3 separate regions of the Gossypium hirsutum genome follow, and regions 2 and 3 are each linked to region 1. The links are chromatin contacts, called in public Hi-C maps. All regions are on one chromosome and are shown on one strand. Each heading gives the region's core, a stretch centred on a gene start, on an enhancer-like site or on the middle of the called end of the contact. The rest is flanking DNA. Distances are from core to core; before and after follow the strand shown.

Region 1 (2,700 bases), core at 2-2,501:
AATGCTTTAGAAAACATATAACATATTTCACTAATTCGGCTTATGTTTCAGCTGATTTGCATAAGGCTTAAAACCTGAAATAGAAGATCCTAAGCTGCATCTCCAGTACTTTCCTTGTAGCTCATGTAGCCTTAAAAAATTATGTTATCTTTGCTTGGGAATACATAAAAATGCCATTCCAGTCCAAATGTTCCAGAAGAGAATAAATCTATTCAGAAGTCTTAAACAAGACTGACTGATATTAAATAATGAATGGCTAATAATTTTTGCAACTTTATTTCTATCTTCCTTATTTAATTTTTTTTTCAGAATTCAAATTAAAGTATAATGTAAGAATCCAATACCCCCATAATGCAATAAAACCTTTATTCTGATTCTTCACAATTTTACAGCCATGAAAATTCCATAAAAATACCCTAATCCTTCAGGCTAAAAACTCATAATTTCCTAGAATTTGCCTTCTTTTAACATGATTATGCAAAATCATAAATACCAAGAATCCAAAATCAAACAAAAAAATAATAATAAAACATTCCAATAAAAAATAAATTAAATCTCAAGAACCCATTTTCCTAAACCAATTAACAGATCAATCTCAATTATGAAATAAAATTTCCACCAAGATTAAGCTAAAACACGTACCTTGAGAGGGGGAATCGGAGAAAACGAAGGAGAACATTGAAAATGAAGATTTTTAATGAACACATCAGCTTCATCAGAGCAAACAGAAGAACTCCAAACGCAGCGTATTAAACATATAGATATGATATAGAAAAACAAATTAACAGAAGAAGAACCCATTTCTGGAAATAATTTATAAAACAAAAAAAGAAGAGAGAGAGAGAGAGTTCACAACAACAACAACAACCAGAAAAAAAGGGGGGCAAAACTGAAACCCAGAAAAGAATAAAAAATAAAGAAAGATATAGATTAAATTAGGGGGAACGGGAGGGGAAGCAGGTGGGTGTGGGCTATTTTCTTGGAAATGGGTAAAATCTAATATAATCACTGGCTTGGCTGCTAATTTGGTTCTTTTTCTTCGAAGGGTCTAAAAATTGCTCTGCTTTTGGGAAAGTATTGTAGGCTTCGGAATTTAAGATGTAAACAGTTGAATGTAAAGCTTATTTATATGAGTTGGTTGTCGTTGATGATGTTGGATTAAGAGCCGTGCCTCGGGTATGTGTCTGTGTGGGTGTAAAGGGCATTTGCTTAGCTAAAAAAAAAACAAAGAAGAAAGTACGAGTGATGGGCAAGGCAGGTCTAATTTTTGGGCTTGAAGCCCTTTTTATTTTACATACACACATATACTTCTTGGTATATTACTATATTTAAGCAACAATTTATTATATCAAGCTACTAAAACATCATGATCTATTAATATTTTTGGGTAATCCAATAATCTTACCATATATCAATTAAAATATATTATATTTATTTTAAATATTTTTATAAAATTTGTAACATTTCAGATTATTTACAAAGCAAATTTAAAATAATATAATTGTTAAATTTCTAAATGATTTACTGTTTGTATTATGTCAATATTTAATATAAAGTTAAATTAACTACAAATTAAGAAATATGATAACATATTATCTAAAAATTCATTGAGAATTGATTGGGTGTTAGTTTGATTGATATTGGCTTTGTAATTAATACAAGAAGATGTGGGTTCGAGTGACTGAAATACGCTATCTTCCTATTTATGAGTTAGAAAAAAAATAGGTAATTATATTAATTATTGTTCATAGTGATTGACAATAATATTGATAATAAAAGAATTGAAAATAATTATTCCAAAGTGAATCGATATAATATACTGGACATTTGAGAAAAGAAAGACATATTTGACTAAATTTGTAAATTTATTATGATGCATAGAAATTAAATTACTACATTGAAGTCATATTGTAGAGGAAATTTTAAACGCTTCAATGGGAAAATTATAATAGAGCTGATGATGATGAATGATTATGAGGGCTTTCTACCTGAAAAAATAAAATAAGAAATAATAATTCTGTCGGTCGATACAAATTATTTAAAATTTATGTAAATTTTTACAGGGTGGTATGTAGAGGTGTGCAAAATTCAGGTAAAACTGAAAAAATTCGGTTAACCGGTCGAATTCGGTTAATCGGTCGGTTAATCGAATTAATTCAGTTTGGGGTCGGTTAATAATTTTTTAAGCTTTCAGTTAACGGTTAATTCGGATCGAAACCTGTCAGTTAATCGATTTTTTTTCGGTTTAACCGAAAAATTTAATAAATAAAATTATAATATATAAATAGTCAACTATTTACTCAAACCCAATCTAATGTAAACCCAAATACTCAATCTAATATATATTAACCCAAGTATCCAACTCAACCCAATTATCCAACCTAATCATAAAAATTACAAATAATTCAATAAATAAAAATATAAATCTAAAACTAAAAATAAAAATAAAAAACATATAATTTTATACAAATAATTCGGTTAATTCGATTAATTCGGGTAATTCGGGTAATTCAGTTAACTCGATTAATTTTATACTTATTTTAACCAAAAATTAAAAAACATATAATTTTCGGTTAATTCGGTTAACTGACCGAATTAACAGAAAAAATTTAGGTTCGGTTAATTTTTTTGAAAAAATTTCATTTTGGTTAACGGTTAAAAATTCTGAATGGTCGATTAATTCGGTTAATATTATTTCGA
Region 2 (2,700 bases), core at 129-2,628, 170 kb before region 1:
CTACCCCTTTGTTATCCTCTCCGTTATTGCTATCCACTGCAATCTTCCCGTTCTCATCCACCAATCCCACTGCTGACCCTCTTGTTGTGTAGTACCTGTCTTCCTTCTCTGGTGAAGCCGCTTTCCGGTGATCTGACCGCAGTATAGATGCTTCTGAATTCCTACAATCAAACACACAAAAAGAGTAAATTTCACCATTATACCAGTTTGCTTATTTCAATTATAAAAGTTTTATAGGGAAATTTCTTAACACCATGTTTGGTTGCTAAGAGACCAAAAATAGCAGTCAGAGAACTAAAATGGTATAAAGCAGACAAGTAGGAACTTCCCCTATCCGATCAACCAAACAGGGGACAACGAGGTCCACAACCTTATTGAGTCATTTTCCCGGAAAATCCTTAACACTGGTAGATGGCTTCTGAGAAAAAATAAATTAATATGCCTTTTCTCTTTTACCCGGAAAAGAACCCATAGCCATGCCCAGCTAATTTTGGGGAAGGGCGAAAAAAACAACATTCAATCTCTTTCCCCTCCCTCCCAACCTAAGAGCTTCTCAGAAATCAAAGAAAATGGGTAAAATTAAATTTAAAAATTCCCCAAAAAGACGAGAAAAAGCTTGAAAACAAAGAAAATCTCATATTTTTTCCAAACAAACAAAAGGAGCCAAGAAAAATAAAACATGACTTTTTTTTTTTTGAAAATTCCAAGAAAGAATTGATGTTCATACCTAGTCAGACGAGGATTGAATTGAGAAAAAGGAGAGGATTCTTTATCTAAAAGCCGAGAAGTGATTCTTCTACGAATTATAGTATTGGATTTATGAGAGATTTTTTGAGGGTCTTTAACTCTCACACATCTTAGCCTCTTTCTATTCCCCCACTGTAAAAACAACTCCGGCTCTATTGTTTTGCATGTTCTTTGGCTCCTCTCTTCTTTCTCCATCTCTGTCATTAAACCAATAAGAACAAATTAAAAAAAAGTTTCAATTTTCTTACATCCAATAAAATCAAAGCTGAAGAGCAATAAAGTTTTTTTTAAAATTAAAGAAAGACCCAAAATCCAATTGCGGTTGAAGAAAATAAGAATAATAAAAACTGATTTTTTGAAAAAGAAATTCCCCGGAAAACCAATTTGGGTGGTTTATGCCGTGAAAATCAAAGAGATGATGAAAATAAAGTCTGGGTGTTTTCTGTTTGTTAAGAGTAGGAGAAGAAATGTCATATGAAAGGGAAAAAATGAACTTCGAGAGAAATTGGTTGCCTGACCTTGAAAAGCTAAACAGATACGCTATAATCTTTCCTAAAAAAACCCAGAAAATCCCAACAAAAAAAGAAACCAATTACCAAGTATGAACAAAAAAGAAACAAGATAAAGCAAAAGAAGGAGATTTCTTACAGTGAAGAAATGGTATCATCCCAGAGAAGAACAAAAAATAGGTTTTGTTTTGTATTGTATTGTTCGCCCAAATTATTAGTGCAAATTCTCTGTTTCTGTTTCTCTTTAACCTTTCTCTGATTTCTTCTTTTTGCTCCTGTAATAGATTCTGGGAAAGGAGATGAAGCAAAAACAGGCGAGAAGAGAAGATATGGTGGTGGTGTTGTATATATGGATCATTGAGTGGGTTAGTTAACCAAACCAAGTAGGCGAGGTAATAAGTGGCATTAGTTCCATTTTAATGGAGCTTGGGCTAATTCTTCTTTTATAAATTTCTAGAAAGGCCTTCATTTCCCTTTTCAAGTATTTCAGTTGGGCTTACAAATATGGGCTCCATAATTCTCCCAAAACTTAATTAAGTTTTAGTTGAAAAATAGAAAAAAGCAATGCAACCATCAACTGAATAAATAAAATATTTAAAATCTTTCTCCTATCTTAAAGATTAAAATATTAAAGAATGTTTTTAATTTATCAAAATATTTTAAAATTTATATAAATACCTTTCTCTCATTTCTAAAATTTAAATTTGGAGCCTTTCAAGTGTAACAACCAACTAATTTATGATTTAACTAATTTATCATTTGTATTTTAATTATTTTAATTTCATTTTAATTTCATATATGCATTAAATTTTAATCTATTATTAAATTTCTAAATGAAATTTGCCGAAACATACATGTTGTTGAACTAGATTAATAAGTTGAATCATAAATGAAAAGTTCAACCAATGAGAATTGAAAAACCAGTAATAAAAAAAACTTTGATTATTTCACTAAATTTAGTTATCTTTTATTTTAAGTCTTTTGTAACTATAATTTTATTTATAAGAAATATTTAATTGGTGACAACAGTGCATCTAAGTTAGGGACAAATATTTTGACAGGAAATCATGGTAGAGCAACAAATTAATTAGAATTAAAATGATTTGAAAGTGATGATTCTCATCTTCTTAACTCAATATAGTATCCAAGTAATGAACTTAATCTTGACCAGCAACCCCAAATGATTAAAAGCTAGGTTTGACATTTCAAAATCTGAATATTAAGAAAATGTAAAATCCCCCAACTCATGAAATTCACAGTCCTCCAACTGCTCTCTCTTCATTTCCATTTTGCACACAATTTGTTTTTCATCCTCCAGCTTCTGTGTGAAATTGGAATTTGACTTTCAAACCATGGAGTTAGGCCTGAATTGCTTTGAGATTAGGAAAATGGGCATGATAAGTCAAGTAAAGGCGGATTATGTTGACTTCTTGGGATGCTACCT
Region 3 (2,700 bases), core at 113-2,612, 190 kb after region 1:
ACTTTTACCACTTTTACAATTTAGTCCTTGTACCTTAATTAGCTATTTGATTAACAAAATTAATGGACCAAACTTTAATGAAACTTTAATAATAATCTCATAAATATTAAATAATAATATTTAAGAACTCTCTTACCAAAAATGGAGTTCCGAAATCGTATTTTTCGACATCACTAACTTTCGAGTCGTTACACTAAAACTCCCCTCTTTCAACCCCAAACTTCACCATATCAAAGGCCAAACTTAAGTAACTTAAAACTCACATTCTAGTAGCCAAAAACGACTTCCAAAACACCTCCAAACTAGATTTCTATAAACCATATTCGAAAAGTAACTAAAAGCATGATAACTTTGTTCATAAAACATAATAAAAAAGAGGCAAAACAAGTCAAAACATTCAAGTTGTTAATCTAGCATAATAAACTTATATAAAACCATTCAATGACCAAACTAAAGTACGGAAAATCAAAGCACGCATTGATACATTCAAAGTATATATAGCATGTTGCTCAAGGCCAACCAAAGTAGATATGGTTAATACCCCATTACAAGTAATATGAAACAATCATGTATGCACCCCTAAATGACTTCTTCAGTACATGTCATTAGTTATTAATGACAAATACAAATGTTTCATACTCTTCAAATGAAAACAATGGTGTATGCTTGTGATCCTCAAGAAACACTGAGCCTTAGTTCGGAAGACCTATGCATAAAAACGACGACACGTTAAGCATAAAGCTTAGTGAGACAATAAGGATAAAACCTTATATACTTACCTTTAAACTAAGATTTACATCATATGCAAGATATATAATGCATTTAGAAGAAATGTGAATGACATTTACATGTCAATTCAGAAAAACAAAGAGCAGTTTAGTACCATGAGAACTCATACAAATATTCACATCAAACCATTTAAGTTTTATCAAACTAAAATCAAATTATTCATGAAAACCAGAGCTAGTTAACTTCAACCCTTAGTATGTCTAAAGAAAAAAAAGATATTATTATGATTTTCTGAAAGATAATTTAAAAACATTTTGATTTAATCTTGCAATGCTTAATAAAAAATTTTCAATTTTTTGTGGGACCATGACTGTTGTAATTAATTTTATGTGGATTTATAATTACAGGGATTAAACCTTAGATTTTATGTTAATCAATTTAAAATTTACACAAGTTTACCACTGTAATTCACATCGAATTTATTGGACTACCTTTATTATGGGCCCATGATCCCATATTCATTAGAAGATACTTCCTCCTTTTTGTTTCTTTTGAAAAGTAAAAGCCGAGCTTATCATTAATTCAATCCATAAACAAATACATCGATGCTCAGCTGTGTGTGTGAGAGAGAGAAATGACAGAAAATGAATATGTTCCACTGTTCGAAACAAGGCAAGTTAGACCAATACTGTTCAGGTGCATCGCAGCTTCAATCTTGCTTGGCATCTGCCTCATTGTTATGTATATAATTAGGTATTTCTCAATTGGAGGAAAAGCTGAGAGGTGGACTTGGATTGGCTTGTTTCTTTCTGAGCTATGGTTCTCATTTTATTGGCTTCTCACCACTGTTTGTAGATGGAACGCTGTCATCCGTATTCCATTCATACACAGGCTCTCTCAAAGGTACATACATATCTTATTTATGTTTTCATCCTGGTTTGTTTCATATTTCATAATTGACCATTTACGTTAAATTCATTACTTTCAATCTTGGAAAGGTTCGGAAAAGAACTACCGGGCATCGACATATTTGTGTGCACGGCGGATCCGTTGTTAGAGCCACCGAGCATGGTGGTGAACACAGTTCTATCTATGATGGCATATGATTATCCACCTGAAAAGTTAAGCGTATATTTATCAGATGATGGAGGATCGAATTTAACGTTTTATGCCATGTTAGAGGCTGCAAATTTCTCAAAGACATGGCTGCCTTTCTGCAAGAAGTTCAAAGTGGAACCCATGTCTCCTGAGGCTTACTTTAGGACAGCTTCTGAACCACTCAATGTCGAAGAATGGCCTTCAGTTAAGGTAATTTTAAATCAATCATGCAAGTTGTTCGAATGTTTGCTTCTAAGTGCAATTATTATTTTTCTTTTTGCTTTTTTGGTTAAGTGCAATTTTTTATGTGGGGTTAAAAAATCTTGATAAGATTTATATTGGGTGCATTTCTGCATTATCATTGATGATGACACACGTCTCTAAAAATAGACTAGTAAAAGCACCATACGTATCCTCAGCCTTAGCAGCTCGGTCCCATTTGGTTTTTTATCCACATTTTCGCTTAAATCAATGCTTGAAATATCTAGACCATTCGTTGGATGATTTCGACCTGTTTGATTTTTATCAAATTCTAAAACATTTTAATTGCGTCGATAAATTATTAATATTATATAAATAAGATTATTTTGTTACTGAAATCGCTAATTTAACCGTTAAATAAAATGTTAGATCTTCTGACATAAATTAAAATGAAAAACTAATACTTTTAAATCTTTTATAGAAATTATCATTTTTTCTCTCTCGCTCTCTCTCATTTAAATTTTATTTTATTTTTAGTTTTTAATTTTAAAAATTATGAGGCCACATTTTACTTTTTTTTATTTTTTTATTTTTAATTATGTCGCATAAGATTTTATGTATCTAATAATTTCAATAATGAAAAAACCTGATTCATATAACATTAATAAATTA

The links. Hi-C and Micro-C count contacts between places; a contact is called where the count stands out from the background.
Region 2: a contact with region 1 is called in a Hi-C map of hypocotyl, with 4 times the contacts expected there. The contact joins the promoter of LOC107957120 here to the promoter of LOC107891465 in region 1. A contact is called at or near these places in 9 of 34 Hi-C or Micro-C datasets (callus, fibers, hypocotyl and 2 more).
Region 3: a contact with region 1 is called in a Hi-C map of leaf, with 2.0 times the contacts expected there. The contact joins the enhancer-like site here to the promoter of LOC107891465 in region 1. A contact is called at or near these places in 4 of 34 Hi-C or Micro-C datasets (callus and leaf).

What each region holds. Positions count from the first base shown.
Region 1 is chrA11:97,739,365-97,742,064 of Gossypium_hirsutum_v2.1, reverse strand. LOC107891465 (5'-adenylylsulfate reductase-like 5) reads right to left here and starts at 1,251. Exons shown (of 4, transcript XM_016816281.2): 1 at 643-1,251. The coding sequence starts at 801.
Region 2 is chrA11:97,909,418-97,912,117 of Gossypium_hirsutum_v2.1, reverse strand. It overlaps LOC107957120, which reads right to left and starts at 1,378. Exons shown (of 5, transcript XM_041081905.1): 1 at 1,266-1,378; 2 at 728-944; 3 at 1-161. The coding sequence starts at 942.
Region 3 is chrA11:97,547,498-97,550,197 of Gossypium_hirsutum_v2.1, reverse strand. It overlaps the pseudogene LOC107891470. Among protein-coding and RNA genes, the nearest start is that of LOC121210703, 41 kb to the right of the region's middle. Within about 2 kb of position 1,362, at least 2 of the 9 cell types and tissues checked have an H3K27ac peak or open chromatin away from gene starts, as enhancers often do. A contact at or near this core is called in leaf, where this site is marked.